Linked DNA regions of Delphinus delphis: region 1 is linked to region 2. A link is a contact called in public Hi-C data. All regions are on one chromosome and are shown on one strand. The core of a region is the stretch at or near the end of the contact, and the rest is flanking DNA. Distances in the headings are between cores, read along the strand shown.

Region 1 (6,209 bases), core at 1,033-3,532, 740 kb after region 2:
AGGTGCCATCACATAGCGTACATTCCACAAATTAGTATTACTGGATTCCAAATCTCAGAAAAAGCAACTCCATTCACCAAGTATTCTAAGTCAAAAATTTAGGAGTTATCTTCAACTCATCCTTTTCCTCATCTGCAACCAATGGATAGCTATGCAGTATCAATTCCTCAACTCCCCCCCTGCCCTTAATTCAGGCTCGCATGTTCTTTCTCATGGACACAGCAATAGTCCCCTAACCACTTGATCCAGTGGTTCCAATTCCACATCCTTCCAACCTATCCTCTATACTGAAACCCAAGAATCTTCCCAAGACACAAATCTGATAATGCCATGACTGCTTAAATCTGCCCAGTTGCTTCTCGTTGCTTCCAGGGTTACATCCACCTTAGTACTGCACTGCAGGCTGACTATGATTTGGCCCCTGTCTACTTCCAACTGAATCCCTTGACTATTTGGGGATCTCCCCAACTGCCCATAGCGTTTTGGATTCTGTATCTCTGTCCCAACTGCTTCCTTTGACTGAAACGCCCTCACCCCTGTAATGCCTTTTCTTGGCATTCAGGCAAACAACTACTCATCTTTCAAAACACTGATCAAGCATCACCTCCGCTATGAAGTTACTCCTGACAGCCTCCTGCCATTCTGCCTATCACTGACTCCTCTTATCTCCTACCTCTACCTGACAGATGATTTTCTATCCTGGCAAAGATGTGTAACATATGGCTCCCAGGCTCAAAAAGCTTAGGATCATCATTCAAACAGTAATCTTGTTATATAACCTAGACAAGCCGCTTTGAAGGAGAAATTATGAGTCATGAAGAAATAACAAATTGTAAGCAACTTCAACACTCAGAAGCCTCTGTGACTCCCAAGCCATGAGCTGTGCGTGCGCACGTGTGGTGCTATATGTGTTAGCTACATATCAACTGATTTAATCTTCACAAACTATGAGTTGGCCACTATTATTATTCCCGTTTTATTATTTTTTAACATCTTTATTGGAGTATAATTGCTTTACAATGCTGTATTAGTGTCTGCTGTATAACAAAGTGAATCAGCTATATGTATACATATATCCCCATATCCCCTCCCTCTTGCGTCTCCCTCCCACTGTCCCTATCCCACCCCTCTAGGTGGTCACAAAGCACCTAGCTGATCTCCCTGTGCTATACGGCTGCTTCCCACTAGCTATCTATTTTACATTTGGTAGTGTATATATGTCAATGCTACTCTCTCACTTCGTCCCTGCTTCCCCTTCCCCCTCCCCGTGTCCTCAAGTCCATTCTCTATGTCTGTGTCTTTATTCCTGTCCTGCTCCTAGGTTCATCAGAACCATTTTTTTTTTAGATTCCATATATATGTGTTAGCATACGGTATTTGTTTTTCTCTTTCTGACTTACTTCACTCTGTATGACAGACTCCAGGTCCATCCACCTCACTACAAACAACTCTATTTCGTTTCTTCTTATGGCTGAGTAATATTCCTGTGTATACATGTGCCACATCTTCTTTATCCATTTATTCCCATTTTAGAAGGGAGGAAACTAAAATAGAGACACTAATTGCCCAACATGACCCAACTAAATATATCAGTATGAACTTCAGTTAATTGTCTTTAAACGTAACTGACAAATGAAAATTATATACTCTTTACTTTTTTTTTTTTTTTGCATTACGCGGGCCTCTCACTGTTGCGACCTCTCCCGTTGCGGAGCCTGTGCTCCGGACGCGCAGGCTCAGCGGCCATGGCTCACGGGCCCAGCCGCTCCGCGGCATGTGGGATCCTCCCGGACCGGGTCACGAACCCGTGTTCCCTGCATCGGCAGGCAGGCTCGCAACCACTGCGCCACCAGGGAAGCCCTATATACTCTTTATAAATAAGGGGATATGTATTTATTGCGCCTATTTTAAAGGCCTGGTACATAAAGGAAAACGTTAAGTGCCCTATTCTCAAAAACAGTGATTTCTTGAAAAATAAAAAAAACCACACACAATGAACAGAAAACTTTACCTCTTGGAGGCAATAAGAAAGTCTTAGGGAGAGAGGAGGTTTTCAAATACCTCAGTTCAGTGAGTTAATGCACGAAATTAAACGGCTGCCTAAACCCAGCTCCAGAGCTCAAGCCTCCAGGCTCCCAGGTCATCCGCGCGTCACTTTATCTCCGCCCACGTCGCGGCGGGGGACTATCCAATGGAAGGGCGGCTCTACGTGGGCCTCCTGTGCGCGTGCGCATCATCGGCTCGGCGATCCTTCTCATCGATGTGCTCAGGAGCAACTCCTTCAGTCTGGGCACTGCCAGCTTCGGCGCTACCCGCTCTGCTGTCGCGCCGCCATTTTGAAGACGGGAAGAGTCCGGGTCTCCAACACTTGGAGGCGGCGGCGTAGACTGGTACGTATGGTTTCCGCCCGCGTTAGCCCCATCCAAATTCGCCCATCTTCGGGCTGCAGCTCCCGGTGTTTCCTCTATTCCCACAGGGTCCCTATCGCTGTCGCCAGTCGTCCTGGCACTCTGTCTTTAGGATCCTTTTCGCTTACTCATCCTTCATCTCTGCTGGCACCTTTGCTTCTGTCGTCGGGCAGCCCTGACCGGTGTTAAAATATCTACTTCGAGCCTCAGGACTCCATCCCGGTGGAGCTCCTCATTGGCCACCCCAATCTAGTCGGAGTCGAGTCCCATTCGCGGACTCGAACCGGGCGGGCTGAGCGCCTCACGCCCTCCTATGGGCAGCGAGCTGTGCCCTGTGGGGGCGGGGGGCGAATTTTGGGGTTCGGGGAGAGCTTGGACTTTGGTCCTGTCTCGGTGGAGGGACACACAATAGGCGGTGGTGGACGTTACCCCAGTGATCTGTTGTTAGAGCTTAATCCGTCACCGGCCTGTTTGTTTTGTCCTTTCCCAGGAATAACTTTACAAAAGGGAAGATATTTTTCGCCTGCCCTTCCCGCCAGAAATGGCCAATGTGAGTAAATTAGCCTCTTAAGAAGCAGTATAGTAATAAAATAGTTTGGGAACTCGTTAGGAAGGACGGGTTTAATGATAATAGCATTGATGGCATAATGTTTCTCGTGATTAGTGTACCGGAAATGGCAAGGGAAGCAAGGGATGTGAATTAGGTTGATATGCTTTGCGGGTAGTTTGAACGCAACATATTTCTCAATACACGTCTATTTATTTCTATAAATTCGTTTTTAGAAATAAATTCAGTGCCAGCACCCTTTCAGTAGTTTTAAAAGACATTATTTCAGTAAATATTTAGAATTATTTTTAAGCCGTTTTCTGTTTCTTTGGTTAGGTAAACTGAAGGTTTTGTAGCAGTTTCAGTATAGGAAGTCACCTTCCAAATACTACAAAATGGGCGCAAGAGATATTATTCTCACAGGCCATAGAGATTTATTCACTGTAACAGTACAGCGATTACTCAAACGCATCCTGCCATAGGGAACACAAGACATATTTTAAAACAATTACAATAAGAGTAGAAACTAATTTTAAAACCTACACAAAGGTACAGTGCAGATTCAGAGCTTTGTGGAGAGGGAAAAGTAGGGGTTTGTGTTCACTTAATCAGAGAAGCATTTGAGGTTTGAAAGATGGGTGGGATTAGATAATCTGAGGTTTGGTTGGGCAGAGCAGGAGGTATATTCAAAGACACCCCCCCTTTCAAAAATCAGGAAGTCAGTTCTGTCTTCCTGAATGTAAAATGTGTGAAAGAGATAAGTGAGAAGGTTGGATTGTGGATTTGGAATCATGTAATAGAGAGTCTTGAATGCCAAACCCAGTAATTTGGACTTTATTCTTTAAATTTTGGTGATTTAATTAGAGCTGTGTGTTAGGAAGACTAATATGGCAACAGTTAGCCAGGAGAGTATTCCTGTAGTCAAATATGATATATTAAGTAATAGCCTAATGGTAAGACTATAAGGCCAAGTCGTAAAAGTAGACCACTAGTGTATCCCGTGTGTTAAGGTGAATTTATACCTAGCCATAATCATAGGAAGGGAATGTTGTAAAAGGAGCATGTGCTACTCTCAAAGGAAAGATACCAGTTAGAGTAGTATGCTAATATTTGACCTGGCTTTATTTTGATTTGAATGAATAAATTAATCCAGTAGGTATTTTGAAGGATACTTTTATTGTTAGAAGTTTACATAAAACAATATTCAAATATATGTTTAAAAATTTGTGTTCGTTTATGTGCATTTTAAGTGCTGAATGGATGTTACTAATGAAACATGAAGATAGATATGTATGTCTTCAACAATTTAGTTTGCATACATAGCATGGGTCAGGTATGTCTATGCTTCAGAGGCTGAACAGGTCAATTAAGAAGCCTTGGTGGGGACTTGTACAAACTGAAATACTCATTTCTGATATAAAGGGAGCAGCCTTTCCTTAGCTACAGTGATGTGTTGCCAACTAATGTCATTTGGGAATGTGAATCCAGCACTGCCAGATCTTTGGAGTTTGTAAGAACAGCTGAAAGTCTGGATCTTTTGTGTGAAATATCACAATTGCTCAATGTTGATATACAATTCAAATTTCTTGTACCACTGAGAATTACCATTTTTGTCTCTGAGCAGGTTGGGTGCACACCCAAGGGAAGATGCTTAAATTTTCAGGTGGGCAGAATGCTCTGGAGACAGGTCTTGCATTTTGAAGACATATAAAGGAGGTTCTGTCTATCCAGATCTTGTAGAAAGAGTTGGAATTTGCCAGGCCTAGGAGGAGAGGGAAAAGGACGTTTTAGCAGAAGAAATCTTGTGGCAGAATAAAGAAGGCAGAGAAATATGGGAAGACTTGGGTAGATATTTTTATGCGACTAAAGAGTGGAGTAAGAGAAGGAGGGATAAAATGAGTAAGAAATTATGTCAGAGAAGTAGAACGACCAGTTAGGATGTATTCTTGTACTTAGGATGAGAAAATCAGAAGGAACACAGGGCTGGATTTCAGAATACTATGTGAAAGGGAAAAAGAGTGATTCTACAGTATCTAGACTATTTCAACATCCTGGTAACTATTTTTCATACCAGCTTTCTAATCCCACTCCATTCTCTACACTGCCCTTAGTGGTACATTCCTTAAAACATCCTTTATTTTTATCAGTTTACTCTTTTCCTCCCTGCCTACAGGTTAAAATTCTGATTTATTATCTTGATATAACAGGCCCTTTCCTGTCTGTGTCACGTATAAAGCCTTTTAAAGTTGCCCACAAGTTAACTTTCAAGCTTGTTTTTTACTGCACTACCTTATATCCACCTTCAGTGAACTTGTCACTCTTCTGAGTACATCCTTTATGACTCCATCCCTTTGTTCCTGATAGTCACTCATTGAAATGCCCTTTCCCCAGCAAATTTCTATTTCTTCACAACTAAGTATATCCTCCATGAAACTTTTTGCCTATGTCCTCAAGGGTCTCTTAATTATTCAGATCTTTTGATAGCATTTCACAGATGATATAGTATTTGTTCTTACATGTTTTCCACTAATCTAAGAGTCAGCGATTTCTTTTTTTAATATAAAGAGCCAGATAGCAAATATTTTAGGCTTTGTAGGCCGTAGAGTCTCTGTGAAGCTACTTAACTCTGCCATTATGACATGAAAGCAGCCACAGACCATACATAAATGGGTATGGCAATAAAACTTTATTCACCAAAACAGACAGAAGGCTATATTCAGCTATAGTTTGCCAACCCCTGCATTAGATTATTCTGACTTAAGTATTTTGATGAAAGTTTATACGTGAAAGATGTTTACACATTCGTCCATTGTAACTGACCTCAGAGTCTAGGGAATGAACATAAGAGCAGAAAATGTATCACAAAGTTGTGTGCTAAAACGGAGGAAAGTGGACATTGCCATTAAAGAAAGAGGAAAGATGGTATGGTAGATAATTAGTACAATTTACAGCAGTAAAAGAAGAGAAGAGTTAGAAAGTAAATAGGTTTTGTTTCTAGGAGAGGTTTTGAAAGTTCTTTATTTTGAGAATAGAATCTTATCAGTTGTGTTACCTTTTTAGTGTCATCACTAAATAGGGCAACTTTTAGAGGTTCCCATTCTTTCTGTATGGCACTCTTAATTCTGGCCTTGGGAAAGCCATATATTTTTACCCAAAGTAACTTATTACTTGTTTTTTAAATATTTGTATTTACTTCTAAAATTATAAATGTACATGATGCTTATCCTATGGTAGCTGCTCAATAATAGTAGAAT
Region 2 (6,041 bases), core at 3,379-5,878:
GAGGCAGGCAACCATGAATAAACAATTAGGATTATGCCTTAAATATTCCACTGTGAGCCCAGACCTCCCTAAATACACTGAACCTGAAAAGGGAGGAGGGGGGGATGCCTGACGTGTGTTTCTAAAGAAGAATGTTCGAAAGTAGAGGGCATGTGATCTTCTAAGCAGCCTTACTGTGGGACTTAAAGGAAGCAGATATTATCATTGTCTTGTAAGGATGAAACTAAGGAAAAGAATTCAGTCAGTGTTTGCCCAAGGTCAGACAGTGCTTTAGTTTAGCTGGGACTAAAAGCCAATGTCCTGACTTGTGGGCCAGTGCTCATAGAAAGAACACAGAGCTGTTGTTTATCAGGTCTGTGCCATCCCTAGATGGCTGTTCTCTCTCAGTTAGCCCTCTCTCCAGGCCTGGAATCAACCTGTTTTGTGTCAGAGGGGATGCAGTTTCTATGGGAGGGGGTGCTTCCCTCTAGTAAGTAGAGGGTTGTTAACCACAGAGGAAAGAATTCTTAAGTTCAGACTTCTTAGGGCGGCTGAATGCTGAATGCACACGATGTAGTAACCAATCCATATGGAAATGTTTGCTATTTTTTCTCTTCTCTTGAACTTAGGGGTAATTAGAGAAAGGAGAGAGTAATAGGAAACAAGAAGAATAACAAAAGACAGGACATTAGGTAATGTATGATTCCCTAAATGGGGCTGCACTCCTTCCAAATGAATGTTTTCCTTAGGGAAAACCTTTCATTGCAATCTAAAATTTTAGTCTTTTCTAGGACTTTAGATATCATTTAGATCTGAAAATCTCATTGAAGATAAGCAGTGTCATCAAAGTCATAGTTAGTGGAGTGACAGCTGCAAACTTAGAATTGGAGCCATTCATTCAAATAATCAAGTCATTACCCTGCTTCAAGCCTTCCTGTGTCTGACTACATATTGCCCTTAGAATGAAATCCAAATTCTATGAACCTATCTCCAAGGCCCATTTATTAGCTCCTGTCCTTTTTCTCCTGCTCTCCTATCTATTTTCTCCCTCCTTCAGTGGACCTACTGACTCCAGCCTTCCTTCTGTTTCTTCCACCTGCTGAGTTCTTTTCTGCATATAACCTTTTCACTGTCAGTTCCCTTACCTTCCAGTGGACCTTCTCAAGGTTGATTTGTTCTCACCATTAAAGACTCATCCTCCTTAGAGAGGCATTGCCAGGCCACTGGGTCTAATCCCCACCTTCCTACGCTTCATCATGCCATCGTGTTTTGTCTTCATAGAACTTGGCACATTCATTCTTATTTGTGTACTTGCTTACTTCTTTATTGTCTATCTCTTGTCTGGCATATGTACTCTGTGAGAGCAGCAAGCAGGCTGGCTTGTTTACTGTTATATCTACAGTTTCTAGAACAGTGCCTGGAATATAGCAGGTGCCTAATAAATATTTGTTGAACTAAATGCTAAATGAATTTCTTAAATATATTGAGTATCTACTACACAGTAGTAGAGACTCAAAGAAGACAAGGAAATAATTCTTAGCCTAAAGGGATTCAAAGCCTGGTGACTTCAGGCAGTTGTTTTTCTACCCTATTACACAGCCATTAAATTTCACTCAGCAGGGACTTCCATGGTGGTGCAGTAGTTAAGACTCTGCCTGCCCATGCAGGGGACACGGGTTCGATCCCTGGTCCGGGAAGATCCCATATGCTGAGGAGCAACTAAGCCCGTGCGCCACAACTACTGAGCCTGCGCTCTAGAGCCGGTGATCCACAACGAGAGAAGCCACCGCAATGAGAAGCCCGCGCACCGCAACGAAGAGTAGCCCCCGCTCGCCGCAGTTAGAGAAAGCCTGTGCACAGCAACGAAGAACCAACGCAGCCAAAAATAAAATAAATTTATTTAAATAAATATAATTAATTAAAAATTAAAAAAATTTCACTCAGCAACTGGCAGATTCCTGGAGATTCAGGTCACCTGATTTCCAAAAATAGTCTATGGTTCCAGATTATTCATTAAAGTGATTAGGTCTCTCATTTTGCCTGGGCCAGACCCTGTTTACAACTGTTGTTCTGACCATTAGTGGTACCCCCTTCTGCTCTCAAAAGTGTCCCAGCTTATATGATAAATTACATGCTCATCTTATTCATTGTCAGCCAAATACTAATAATTCATAACTATTGCTAGTTAGAGCAGCTTAACCACATAAACTATATCAATTCAGGAATGTGGTAGGTCAAATCATATTTCCAGAAAGGAGCAACTTCCTAAGTTAAAAATCTGAGGAAAAAAAGGGTGGATCTATTCTCCTAGCTCCAATTAGTGAGTGCACTCATGAGGCCAGAATTTCCCAAGATATGTTCAACAGTTCTGAGAAGTGAAAATGAGAGTTACGTGTGAAATATAAAGTAGGTGGAGGATTCTTTAATGTGCCAGAAGCTATCCTGCAAACTTCACTTGCATTTCCTCATCATTACTATTACGACTCTCATTTTACAGATGATGAAATTGAGGCTTAGAGAGGTTAAGTAACTTATCCGAGGTCACACGGATACACTTCTTTGTGATTTCCTGCCCCCAGCCACTATGTCCATTGCTTCTCAAACAAGTAAATAATTAGATCAAAGTTTCCTGTGCTTAAGTAGTTTTGAGGAATGCTGAGTTAAACTACGTTAGGTATGCTACCTTTCTATAGAGCTTTTTACCGTTTGTAATATGTCAAAATGCTTGGCACATCTTCAAGGGGTGATACGGGCACAGTGTCTCAATCACTAATTGGGATGCAGGATGCTTTTTGTGAGCACACTTTCTGCAGAGCAAACTTTGGCCAGTGCTGCTTTAGTAATCTGAGCAGGGCCAGCGATCCCCTTTTCTATGAGTCAGCCCTGTGTGTGTATGAACACAGCCCTACACACTGAGTCAGTCTTCCTTTGAGCGGCTCCAGTTTTCTCTACTCTGAAAGGAAGAGGAGACCATCCTTAGATCCCTGAGTCTTCATGGTCCTAGGGCTGATACTTACATGTATGCTTTTAACCACCTATCATTGTGCCTTTTCACTCCCCATATTGAACTTTCTGGTTTTTCACTTCATCTTCTTCTCATTTACAAACCTAGAAGTGTCCATGGGGGAACCTATACGGTTGTTTTTTTTTTTTTTTTTTTGGCCAATGTCCTTAATACAATTTAATAGGTGAAACCTCTGCAAATTTTGTCATTTGCAACAACATGGATGGACTTGGAGGGCATTATGCTGAGTGAAATAAGTCAGAGAGAAAGACAAATGCTCTGTGATATCACTTATATGTGAAATCTAAAAAATAAAACAAACTAGTGAATATACCATAAGAAGCAGACCCACAGATATAGAGAACGAACTAATGGTCACCAGTGGGGAGAGGGTAGTGGTGAGGGGCAATACAGGGGTAGGGGATTAAGAGGTACAACCTATATGTATAAAATGAATAAGCTACAAGGATACATTGCACAGCACAGGGAATATAGCCAATATTTTATAGTAACTATAAATGGAGTATAATCTTTAAAAATTGATTTACTATATTGTACACCTGAAGCATATGATACTGTAAATCAACTATACCTCAATAAAAATTTTAAAAATAGGTGAAGCCTCCTGATCACTTGAAGCACAGGAAATGAAGATGAGAAAAGAAGGACTTTTTTATAGGGTAGAGAGAACAAACGTGTGGCCATTTTTAGTCCTCTCTGAGACTTTCAGGTGGGTGGGTAGGGGGTAGATGCGGAGGCGAGGTGGAGAGGGAGTGAAGGGTTGGACCTGCATTTTTCAGCTAAGCAAATTTCTATTTTCTGGGTTCAGCCTAGGGTGCTTTGATTTCAGAGAAAGGGAAGCTACAGATAAAGGAATTAAAGGGCAGGATCAGAATCCCTCCTACCCCCTCTTCTCACTGACAGGGGCAATGGCTGACCTTGTGTGTTTAGGTCCCTAGTGCAGTAGGATTGAGTCTCCAATGGCTTTGGTCACTCAGTTATGAGCATCTTCCACTTTTCTTTCTTCTCCCCTCCCACCTCCCCTTCCCTCTCCTCAAAACCTTTCTCTCTCCTCCTGAGTCACTGGAACTCGCTGGTTTCAGAAGCCACTCTTGCTGTGACCCAGGCAAGCCAGTTCCGGCATCGGAAGTACCCCGGCTTAGCTATTGTTCCATGGCCTATATACCTGATACAAAACACTTTGTAACAAAATGCAGCCACTTAACCCTTCCCCACCCTTCTGTGTTGGGCAGGAAATGTTTTTGCTTTCATAAATGTTCATTATGAGGCTTCCGTAGATCAGCCCCTATGAAAACGTTTTTTCAAGAAATTCTGATAAAAATCAATATGCACAGACAATTCAGTTTCCCACCTCCTCCTTGACTTGTACAGTCCCATCTTTCAGCAAAGCGTCATTGGGGTCTTCAAGTCGTCGCAGAGCCTTGGTCTGGAAATCGATCCCGCATGGTCACCCTAGAGGGCGCATTGTCTACGTGTTCTGCGAGGAGCCAGACGGCGCTCGCTCCCAGGCTCCATAAAAGGGGAGGAGGCGGATCAGTTTCCTTCTCTCATTGAGAAAGAGGATTGGAAGGCCGGGGGTATAAAGCCGCGCAGAGAGCGTGAAACAAAGCAGTCGGATCGGAATTGGACTTGGGAAGCGCCGTGTGGAATCAGGCATAAAACTTGTCGGAGGAGAGGAATGAGCCTGCTCCTCTAGCTCTCCTCGTCTGCGCGGCGCTTCAGCGGTTCCCGCCAGCCTTGCGATTTATTTTTATATATCTGCTTTTTATAGAAAGAGAAATATATATATATTTTTTCCTCCTAAGTGAAAATTTCTGTTTCGAGAGAAAATAAGGCAAGATCAATGAAGGAGAGAAGAGCCAGCCAGAAATTATCCAGTAAATCTATCATGGATCCTAATCAGAACGTGAAATGCAAGATAGTAGTGGTAGGAGACAGTCAGTGTGGGAAAACCGCGCTGCTGCACGTCTTCGCCAAAGACTGCTTCCCCGAGGTGAGTGTGGCCCGCCGGGGCTGCGAGGAGGGGGGCGGCCCGGGGGACCCCCGCGTCGAGGTGGGTGTCCCCTGACTTTCCCCCCTTCACCCGTTTTTCTTTTTTTCGGCCGTCTTTCTCACCGTTTACTACTTTCCTCCTGGTTAGACTGCCCGGAAAGGGAAAGTGGGCTGGAAGCGTTGAGGGGTTGGGATGCGCGTGCACGTTCTGCTGCTAGCTTCTGAAACTTGTTCGGTCCTGTGTGCAGAATCTGGGGTTGGGAGATTTGGATCCTTGGGTCTTGGAGGATACGGGTGGGGCGAGAGGGAAGTTAGGGGTTTCGGAAGGGTCCGCGTGTTCAGTGTGAGACCTGGTGGGTGCGGGTTTTGGGGTTTCGTTTTTCAGTTGGAGAGTGGGGAGGCGATTATCCGAGGGTGTTCTGCGGGTGTCGTGCATTTTAAGATAACCTCTTTGCACTCTTTTTTTCCCCTGTCCATCTTGTCCAGAATTACGTCCCTACGGTGTTTGAGAATTACACGGCCAGTTTTGAAATCGACACACAAAGAATAGAGTTGAGCCTGTGGGACACTTCGGGTAAGAGAGTCATCGGACCGCGTGGCGCTCGGGCGGGTTTCCAGCCGCTCAGGGGTGCGCGGCGGGTAGCGGGACTCCGCGCCTGGCACGCTCTCAGCACGGGCCAGCGCGCCACCAGCGCTCGCTCTGCGCCGCTCCTTTAACTTTGCTTCTTACGAGGGATTCCCTGCTGTGTGAAAATTGTGTCCCTTCTGAGTGGGGGTGGGGGAACGACATTGGGTCCGGGGGAAAACTGTGGGAAGAGAAGGGCGCTCTTTGCCCGAGGGGTGACCCAGTGGTAGAAAATGCTTGTAGCCGGGTGGCCGCGGAGCTGTGCCCGAGTCGTCTCGGGGCGGCCGGAAAGGCCAAATGTTGGGGCATGCGTGTGCCGCCTTGGAATCAACTGGCTCTCGGATGCGAGCGCGCCCCTCCAGGATCTAACCTGCTGCTTGGTGGGTAGGCGGGGAGCGCGGAGAGGGTGGTGGGAGGTGG

What was found. A called contact is a pair of places that touch in the nucleus more often than the background predicts.
Region 1: a Hi-C map of lung shows a contact between it and region 2, with 3 times the contacts expected there. The contact joins the promoter of MMADHC here to the promoter of RND3 in region 2. A contact is called at or near these places in 2 of 3 Hi-C or Micro-C datasets (lung and muscle).

Annotation. Positions count from the first base shown.
Region 1 is chr7:80,413,611-80,419,819 of mDelDel1.2, forward strand. MMADHC (metabolism of cobalamin associated D) reads left to right here and starts at 2,283. Exons shown (of 8, transcript XM_060016826.1): 1 at 2,283-2,390; 2 at 2,899-2,958. The coding sequence starts at 2,950.
Region 2 is chr7:79,675,472-79,681,512 of mDelDel1.2, forward strand. It overlaps RND3 (Rho family GTPase 3), which reads left to right and starts at 4,629. Exons shown (of 5, transcript XM_060016825.1): 1 at 4,629-4,997; 2 at 5,483-5,570. The coding sequence starts at 4,848.